Linked DNA regions of Mus musculus: region 2 is linked to region 1. A link is a contact called in public promoter capture Hi-C data. All regions are on one chromosome and are shown on one strand. The core of a region is the stretch at or near the end of the contact, and the rest is flanking DNA. Distances in the headings are between cores, read along the strand shown. Region 1 has its middle 31 kb from the start of Slco1a6. Region 2 overlaps Slco1a5 (solute carrier organic anion transporter family, member 1a5).

Evidence for each region. Capture Hi-C pulls out chosen DNA fragments and counts their contacts.
Region 2: a promoter capture Hi-C map of pancreatic islet shows a contact between it and region 1. The contact joins two enhancer-like sites. A contact is called at or near these places in 1 of 484 Hi-C or Micro-C datasets (nephron progenitors), 1 of 115 datasets of contacts at active chromatin or transcription factors (kidney) and 3 of 9 other capture datasets (adipose tissue, embryonic stem cells and pancreatic islet).

The regions. Positions count from the first base shown.
Region 1 is chr6:142,190,339-142,193,969 of GRCm38.p6, forward strand. No RefSeq gene overlaps it. Among named protein-coding and RNA genes, the nearest start is that of Slco1a6, 31 kb to the left of the region's middle. Within about 2 kb of position 1,868, at least 21 of the 459 cell types and tissues checked have an H3K27ac peak or open chromatin away from gene starts, as enhancers often do. A contact at or near this core is called in pancreatic islet, where this site is marked.
Region 2 is chr6:142,280,512-142,284,142 of GRCm38.p6, forward strand. All of the region lies in intron 1 of Slco1a5 (solute carrier organic anion transporter family, member 1a5), which reads right to left. Among named protein-coding and RNA genes, the nearest start is that of Iapp, 16 kb to the right of the region's middle. Within about 2 kb of position 1,625, at least 3 of the 459 cell types and tissues checked have an H3K27ac peak or open chromatin away from gene starts, as enhancers often do. A contact at or near this core is called in pancreatic islet, where this site is marked.

The DNA.
Region 1 (3,631 bases), core at 618-3,117:
GGGCAGGGTAGGGGAATTTCTCTGGAAACTGCTATCTTGTTATGGTTATTTTTCTGAAAACAGTTCATTTTGCTTTGGCAGCTGTAGACTCAGTCATTTTGACTGCTATTTTTCTGAAAGTCCCTTCAGAGGGGAAGAGGCTAGGTGGTCTTGAACTCATTTGGGATTCTACAATCCCCCACCCCTTTACTCTGGTACATTTCAATCCTGAAATGATGTCTCACTTTGTTTCATTTACTGATATTGTTGCCTGAGCGTCAAAACTTGTACTGTAACTTAAGCAATTAAGGATGCGTGGGTTAAGAACAAAAACAGAATAAGAAGGGGTAGTAAACAAGAGTAGGTAGGGACTCTTCCAGTAAGGCTCGAAGGTCTGGGCATGATGCGGGGGCATGTATATCATATCTCAGACTGGAACTAATGGGATGGCTTTGGAGTAACCAGCTTGTTTGCTGTAGCCAGTTGTGACCAGACTTTCTTTTGCACCACATGCAAGCCTTTTAACTTAGCATACAGATCATTATTACAACATGTGGGTTTAAACACATCATTTAAGACAGTGAGAGTAAGACTGAATCAAGAGGGAGTATTTTCTGGTTCTAAATAGGGCAAGGGGAAGGAGCGCTACCCAGTCTGCCCCAGTCTCCATGGTCAATTTTGTCAAGGGTTCTTTAAGGGTTCTATTTATTTTTTCTACCTGTCCTGTACTCTGAGATCTGTATACACAATGTAATTTTCATTCGACCTCTAAATACTTGGCCACGCCCCGACTTACCTAGGCAACAAAGGCAGGGCCATTATCTGATCCTATTGCTTTTGGCACTCCAAACCTTGGGAAAAAAATGTCTTCAATAATCTTCTTGACAACCATCTGAGTAGTCTCATTTTTACAGGAAAAAGCTTCTACCCATCTCGAGAATGTACCCACAAAAGCCAGAAGGTATTTATACCCATATTTTCCTCCGTAAATCTACCTGCCAGTAGACGCCAGGTAGGTCTCCCCGGTACCTCTTCCCTAGATCCACCGTGGTGGGGCAGACATTGACTTTTTGGCAGGGAACACACTTGTGTACCTCCTGCTCCACAAGGTGTTTTAACCCTGGTACATGGTACTTAGTCTGGTGGTGCTTCCTTACCCATAGATGAGTCCACCGGTGCATCTGTTTGATCATAGCCTCTGCTTTTCTTTGTGGCAGGATTTTCTTTCCCCCCGGAGGTGTGCCACAGTCTCATCTTTTTGTTGAACTGGTGATGTAATCTTTGGAAATGAGGGCTAAGTCTTCCCCTATGTAGGTAACCTGGGTCTCTGTTGCCAGGAGCACCAGCAGAGCCATGGCTGTAACCACTCATAACTCTCAGTATGTCGTGTTGTTCCCTTGCTATCACAGTATACCTCTTCCAGTGACTAGGACAGTGGATGATGTTTACCTTGGCAGGGTCATGGAGGCCCTTAGTAGAGCCAGTATTTGCTCTTTGTTTTTAATTTCTTTTCCTCTCAATGTCAATAGACTCCTCTGTTAATATATGGTCCCATGGACGTGAGCAGTGGCAAAAGCATACCTGCTATCTGTGTAGATGTTGAGTCTTTTTCCTTTTCTTAATTCTGAGGCCTTAGTGTGGGCATCAATTTTGCCTTTTGAGCCAACGTGTCCTCTGGTAGGGCCTGTGTTTAGGTAACTTGGTGTCTGTTTACCACAGTTGTTTCCTTCTGTGAACCAGGTAACATCAGTGCACTTTAGTGGCTGGCCTGTCAGATCTTCATGCCTCTCATGTGCCTCTGCAAGAACTTGCTGACAGTCTGGATCTGGGAGCAGGTTAGCTGAGTTCAGACTTGCTGGGGGGTAAAAGTGACTGTTGGAGTTGAGCAACAGATTCTGGTAATGTGTCATGAGAGCATTAGTCAGCCATCAATCAGGGGGCTGAACCATACTTTCTAAGGTGTGAGGCACTGAGATCACCAAGTTTTGTCCCAGAGTCAATTTATCTGCATCCTTGACTAGCAAGCCACAGCTGCCACCATGTGTAGGCAAGCAGGCCATCCTACAGCTACAGAGTCTAATTTCTTAGATAAGTATGCCACAGGTCTTTTCCAGGGCCCCAATCTCTGAGTAAGAACCCCTTTGTCAATATCTTTGTTCTCAGTAATGAACAGGTGGTAGGGCTTAGTGTCATTCGGAGGCCCAAAGCTGGAGCCAACATTAGGGCAGTCTCAATGGTGTCAAATGCTTGTTGTTCTTTATTTCCCAATGCAAAGGACTGTTTATCCCTTGTGAGGGGATAAGGCAGTGCTGCTAATTCAGCAAAACCTGGAATCCACAATCTATAAAAGACCTTAGTGCCCAGGAACTCTCTAACTTGACTTCAACTGGTCGGTGGGGGAATATGAAACACATTCTCTTTTCTAGCTTTAGAGGGCCACCATTGTCCCCTTCTTCTTTTCTTCTTCTTCTTCTTCTTCTTCTTCTTCTTCTTCTTCTTCTTCTTCTTCTTCTTCTTCTTCTTCTTCTTCATCATCTTCTCCTCCTCCTCCTCCTCCTTCTCCTTCTTCTTCCTCTTCTTCCTCTTCCTCTTCTTCTTTCTTCTTCTTTCTTCTTTCTTCTTCCTCCTCCTCCTCCTCCTTCTTCTTTACCCAGTATCCTTTCTCTTTACAGTAAACACAATGATCTTTATCCAAAGGCTCTCTTCTATTGTCAGGTACTATCTTACTAGATTCTTGCAGGTCTCTAGCTTCCCTGAATACTGTGGCCAGTATTTTATGCAAGTTTCTCTCATCTCATCCTTTTTTAATTCCCTGGCTTCCTGTTCCTTAAGTGCTAGCATTATCAGCATGTGCCACCTTCCCAGGCTCTAGTCTTTCTTATTTACCTCTCTTTGCACATGTCTTCCTGATTGTAATGAAGATCTCATATAATGTTCTCTCTCTCCATATATATATATGGAGAGAGAGAGAGAGAGAGAGAGAGAGAGAGAGAGAGAGAGAGAGAGTATACATACATACATACAACTTTTTGTTCCTCCGTTTTTTGTCTTTGCTTCTTTTGGATGTTATCCAATTGTCAAGTCCCCATCTCGTCACTCATCCTCTCCCATAGTTTGCCTCTGCCCTGGTTTATCCTTCTGTATTACTGCACATCTCTGAATCTGACTCTGGTCTCTGTCTTTGTCAGCCTGTCCCTGTTTCTCACCACTTGTGCTTTGTCTTTATGCCCATCTTGTTTCCTATTTCTATATAGCAACCCTTCCTTTTGCCTGTCTCTCCTATCTCAGACCTCTATCTAATCCCTTTCATCTCTATTTTCACTTCTCACTGTTAATCTCTTCATTTGCCATTGTCATCCATCTCTCCTGAGTCTGCAGAAACTTTGCTCTTTTTTCTAGTCTTAGCTCACTTCTTTCCAGACCTCTATCTGTACACATCTGTCTTCCTTCTCCTTCCTTCCTTAGTTTCTCCTCCTCTGTACCTTCTTATCGACCTGCAGAACTCTTTCACCGACTTACCCTGTCTTTCCTTCTAACTTCTGTTTCTACCTGTTACCTTGGCCAGATTGGTGGAGCACTTTCCAACCCCACAGAGATGAGACCCACCCACCTCCCATAGAGTCTGGCAACAGACTTTTCAGATGCTCCCTAC
Region 2 (3,631 bases), core at 375-2,874, 90 kb after region 1:
CTAGCCATCACATCCTGAAATACCTGCTTACTTACAGCTCTAGGTGACATTGTGGACTCCAGCTGTGGTGTGTGCTTTTCAGTTGAGTGGCTAACACACAATAAATGTCTAAAAGAGTCTTTGCTCCTGAAGGACTGTTGCTACACTGGAAAGACAGCTCTGATCTCATTTAGAGAACACATTATTTTGATAAAGTTGGATACCATGGGAGATTATAGATAACAGAAAATAAATGTCAACCTGACATATGCTTTACAAATTTCATGCATTATTCTGGAAACTTTTGTCATACTCGTGCATTAAATTCTCCTAAAGTCCTATGACTTGAATACTGTCACTTAATTTTAAAGATATATGTTTTAAAGGACAAAGGCATTCAACAGCTGCCTGATGTCACATAGATCATAATGGCAAAGCCAATATTTAGCTCTGGAGACTCTTACCAATGGCAGCAACCTGACCCTTCTCAGGTGCAAGTGTCTATGTGTACGTCCTAAGCCAAAATCTTCTAAATGGGTTTACAGTTAATTTAATTTTAATTCTCCTTTGGAAATTTCTATGTTGCATTCTATAAATATCACTGGTGATTTTTATTTCTGGTTAAGAATAGTGGCTAAGCTAGAGAACTACTACTTGAGAGCCCTTCTCCTTGGTCACAGGACTGAGCATGGGACTCTAGCACAGACAACAGGTAGCTCAAATCCTTTCAACTCCAGCAAGGGATGCGGAAATTCTGCTTCTGGCTTCCAAGGGTGCACACAACACGCACACACACACACACACACACACACACACACACACACACACACACACACGTTCACCGACAAATAAATAGGAGGAAACCTTTTAAATAAAAGATGAAGGGTACACAAGCCTATAATCCCAGCTTGAACACTACAGAGGAAGAGGCAGGATAGTTTGTTTGTTTGTTTTTATTATTATTATTGTTATTGTTATTATTAGATGTTTTCTTCATTTACATTTCAAATGCTAACTCCTTTCCTAGTTTCATCTCCAAAAAGCCCCTACCCCCTCCCCCAGCCCCTGCTAGTTCAGAGTGAGCCTAGTCTTCCCAGTGTACTCGATGCTAAGATGCAGAAGGTGAGCCTGCCTCAAAGGAAAAAAATTAAGACAGTTGGAAAATTAGTGTTACTATAATTTACTTGACTCTTTAATATTAGCAAGAATACTATGTACTTCTGAGCAAGATTAATGTATGTTAACTCTTTTTGCTAATTATTATCTTTGATTTCACCCAGGGCATGTGTCAAGTCTCCTTATTTGCTCTGCTCATATGATTTTATCATAGATTTGAGCTTAATGAGTCAGTTGAAGGCCTTACTAAGTCTCAACCCAGAGCCACTGAATGACCAAATGGTTCCCTGAGACACTGGACAGAATGTCCTGCCGCCTGCATATATTAGATGTCAGAGCTTATAGTTCAGGCTTCTATGTGGATGATGGAAAACATCACATATTCACATCGTGGGGAACATCTGGAGGCTCTGAATAAACACTGGGGATAATCAGAGACTGGTTTCATCAGACATGTGTATATATAACTTGACATTCATCAGCATCATGCTTCGGGTCATTAGACAACTTTCCGTGTTCATTTGTGGCCATGTGCCTTCGTGTTTGCGTGTCTCATGGACTATTGGACAAAGAGGGCATGCTTGAGGAACACTGGTATTAGCTAGAACATCTGGAGCTTAAGAAAAATAGTCTGATAAATTGCTTTCTCCTGATGCTCATGAGGCAGAGAAAGGGAGGGAACCTGGGTGGTAAAGGGAGGGAAAAGGAGGAACACGATCAGGGAAAGGGGGACAAGAGAGAAGCCCAGAGGGCCAAGAGAATGAATGGAAATAAGCAGCATGGGGGACCCTCTAGAAAGTACCAGAGACTCAGGAGGTGAAAGATTCTAAGGACACAGTGGGGGTGACTTTAGCCAAAATGCCCAACATTGAGGAGAGAGAATTTGAAGAGCCCACCTCCAGTGGATAGACAGGACCTCAAGCTGAGGGACAGAGTTATTAACTTGCAGTCAAAATTGCTGACCCAGAACTGTTCCTGTCTAAAAGAACTGCAGGGACAAAAATAGAGAAGAGACTGAAGGAAAGGAGGTCCAATGGCCAACCCCACTTGAGATCCATATCATGGGAGGGAACCAAGCCTGATGCTATTACTGATGCTATGGTGTACTGTGGAGGGCACAGCAGTTCCCTGAGAAGTTCTACCAGCAGCTGACTGAGATGGAAGCAGATATTTACACACAACCATTGAACTGAAGTCTGGGACCCCTGTGGTTGAATTATGGGAAGGATTGAAGAAGCTGAAGGGCAAAGCAACCCCATAGGAAGACCAGCAGTCTCAACTTACCCGCTACCTAGGGAGTTCCTAGAGACTGAGACACCAACCAGGAGCATACATGGGCCAGTCCAATGCCCCTGGCACAAACACAAGAGAGATCTACCTGGTCAGGCCTTAGTGGGAGAGACTAAGAGACTTGAGACTTGAGGCCCCAGGGAAGGGGGAGATTGGGGTGGGGAGCACCGTCTCGGAGGCATGGGGGAGGAGGAATGGGATGAGAAACTGTGGGGGAGGGACCAAGAGGGAGGGCAATGACAAGAAAGTAAATAAATCAAATAATAAAAACTGAAAAAAATTTTTCATTTTTTTATTAGAAATTTTAATCTAGTACCTCAAATTAGACTGTTTTATGGTTCAGAAATCAGTATTTGGAAAGAAATTGTATATACCTAGGAATTTCAGACTTGGAGAAATATCTGCAAATAAAGATATAAAAACCTATTCTCTTATCTCCTCAAAATTAAAGAAAGTTAACATTGTAAAAATTTATTGATTGTTAATAAGCATCTGTGGATTTGAAATTTGAAACATTATGAAACCAGCTTTTTCTGATTTTAACAGCTTAACATATATAATGAATGCCAAGCTACAACTTGCTATCTTTGAATTTAACAAGTCATTTTCACACACAATGTTATTTGACTACAAAAGTGCTTATCATTCATTAAGTAACATCATATTTAAGAAAGAAGACATTTGTTTGTAGTAATTATTGCTGGATATCATTATCTCTACATTATCCTAAACAAAACACATTAGGTGGGGTCACCTATTTAAAAACAATCATTTTAGACATTAGTCAAAAAATATCAGTAACAGTAAACTTTGGGGGGTGAAACTATATAAGAAAGAAAAGGCGGGGATGTGGAGAAAGAGGAGCACTCCTCCATTGTTGGTGGGATTGGAAGCTTGTACAACCACTCTGGAAATCAGTCTGGCGGTTCCTCAGAAAATTGGACATAGTACTACTGGAGGATCCTGCAATACCTCTTCTGGGCATATATCCAGATGTTCCAACTGGTAAGAAGGACACATGCTCCACTATGTTCATAGCAGCCTTATTTATAATAGCAAGAAGCTGGAAAGAACCCAGATGCCCCTCAACAGAGGAATGGATACAGAAAATGTGGTACATTTACACAATTCAGTACTACTCAGCTATTAAAAACAATGAATTTATGAAATTCCTAGGCAAATGGATGGAGCTGAAGGGCATCATCCTGAGTGAGGTAACCCAATCACAAAAGAACTCACACGATAT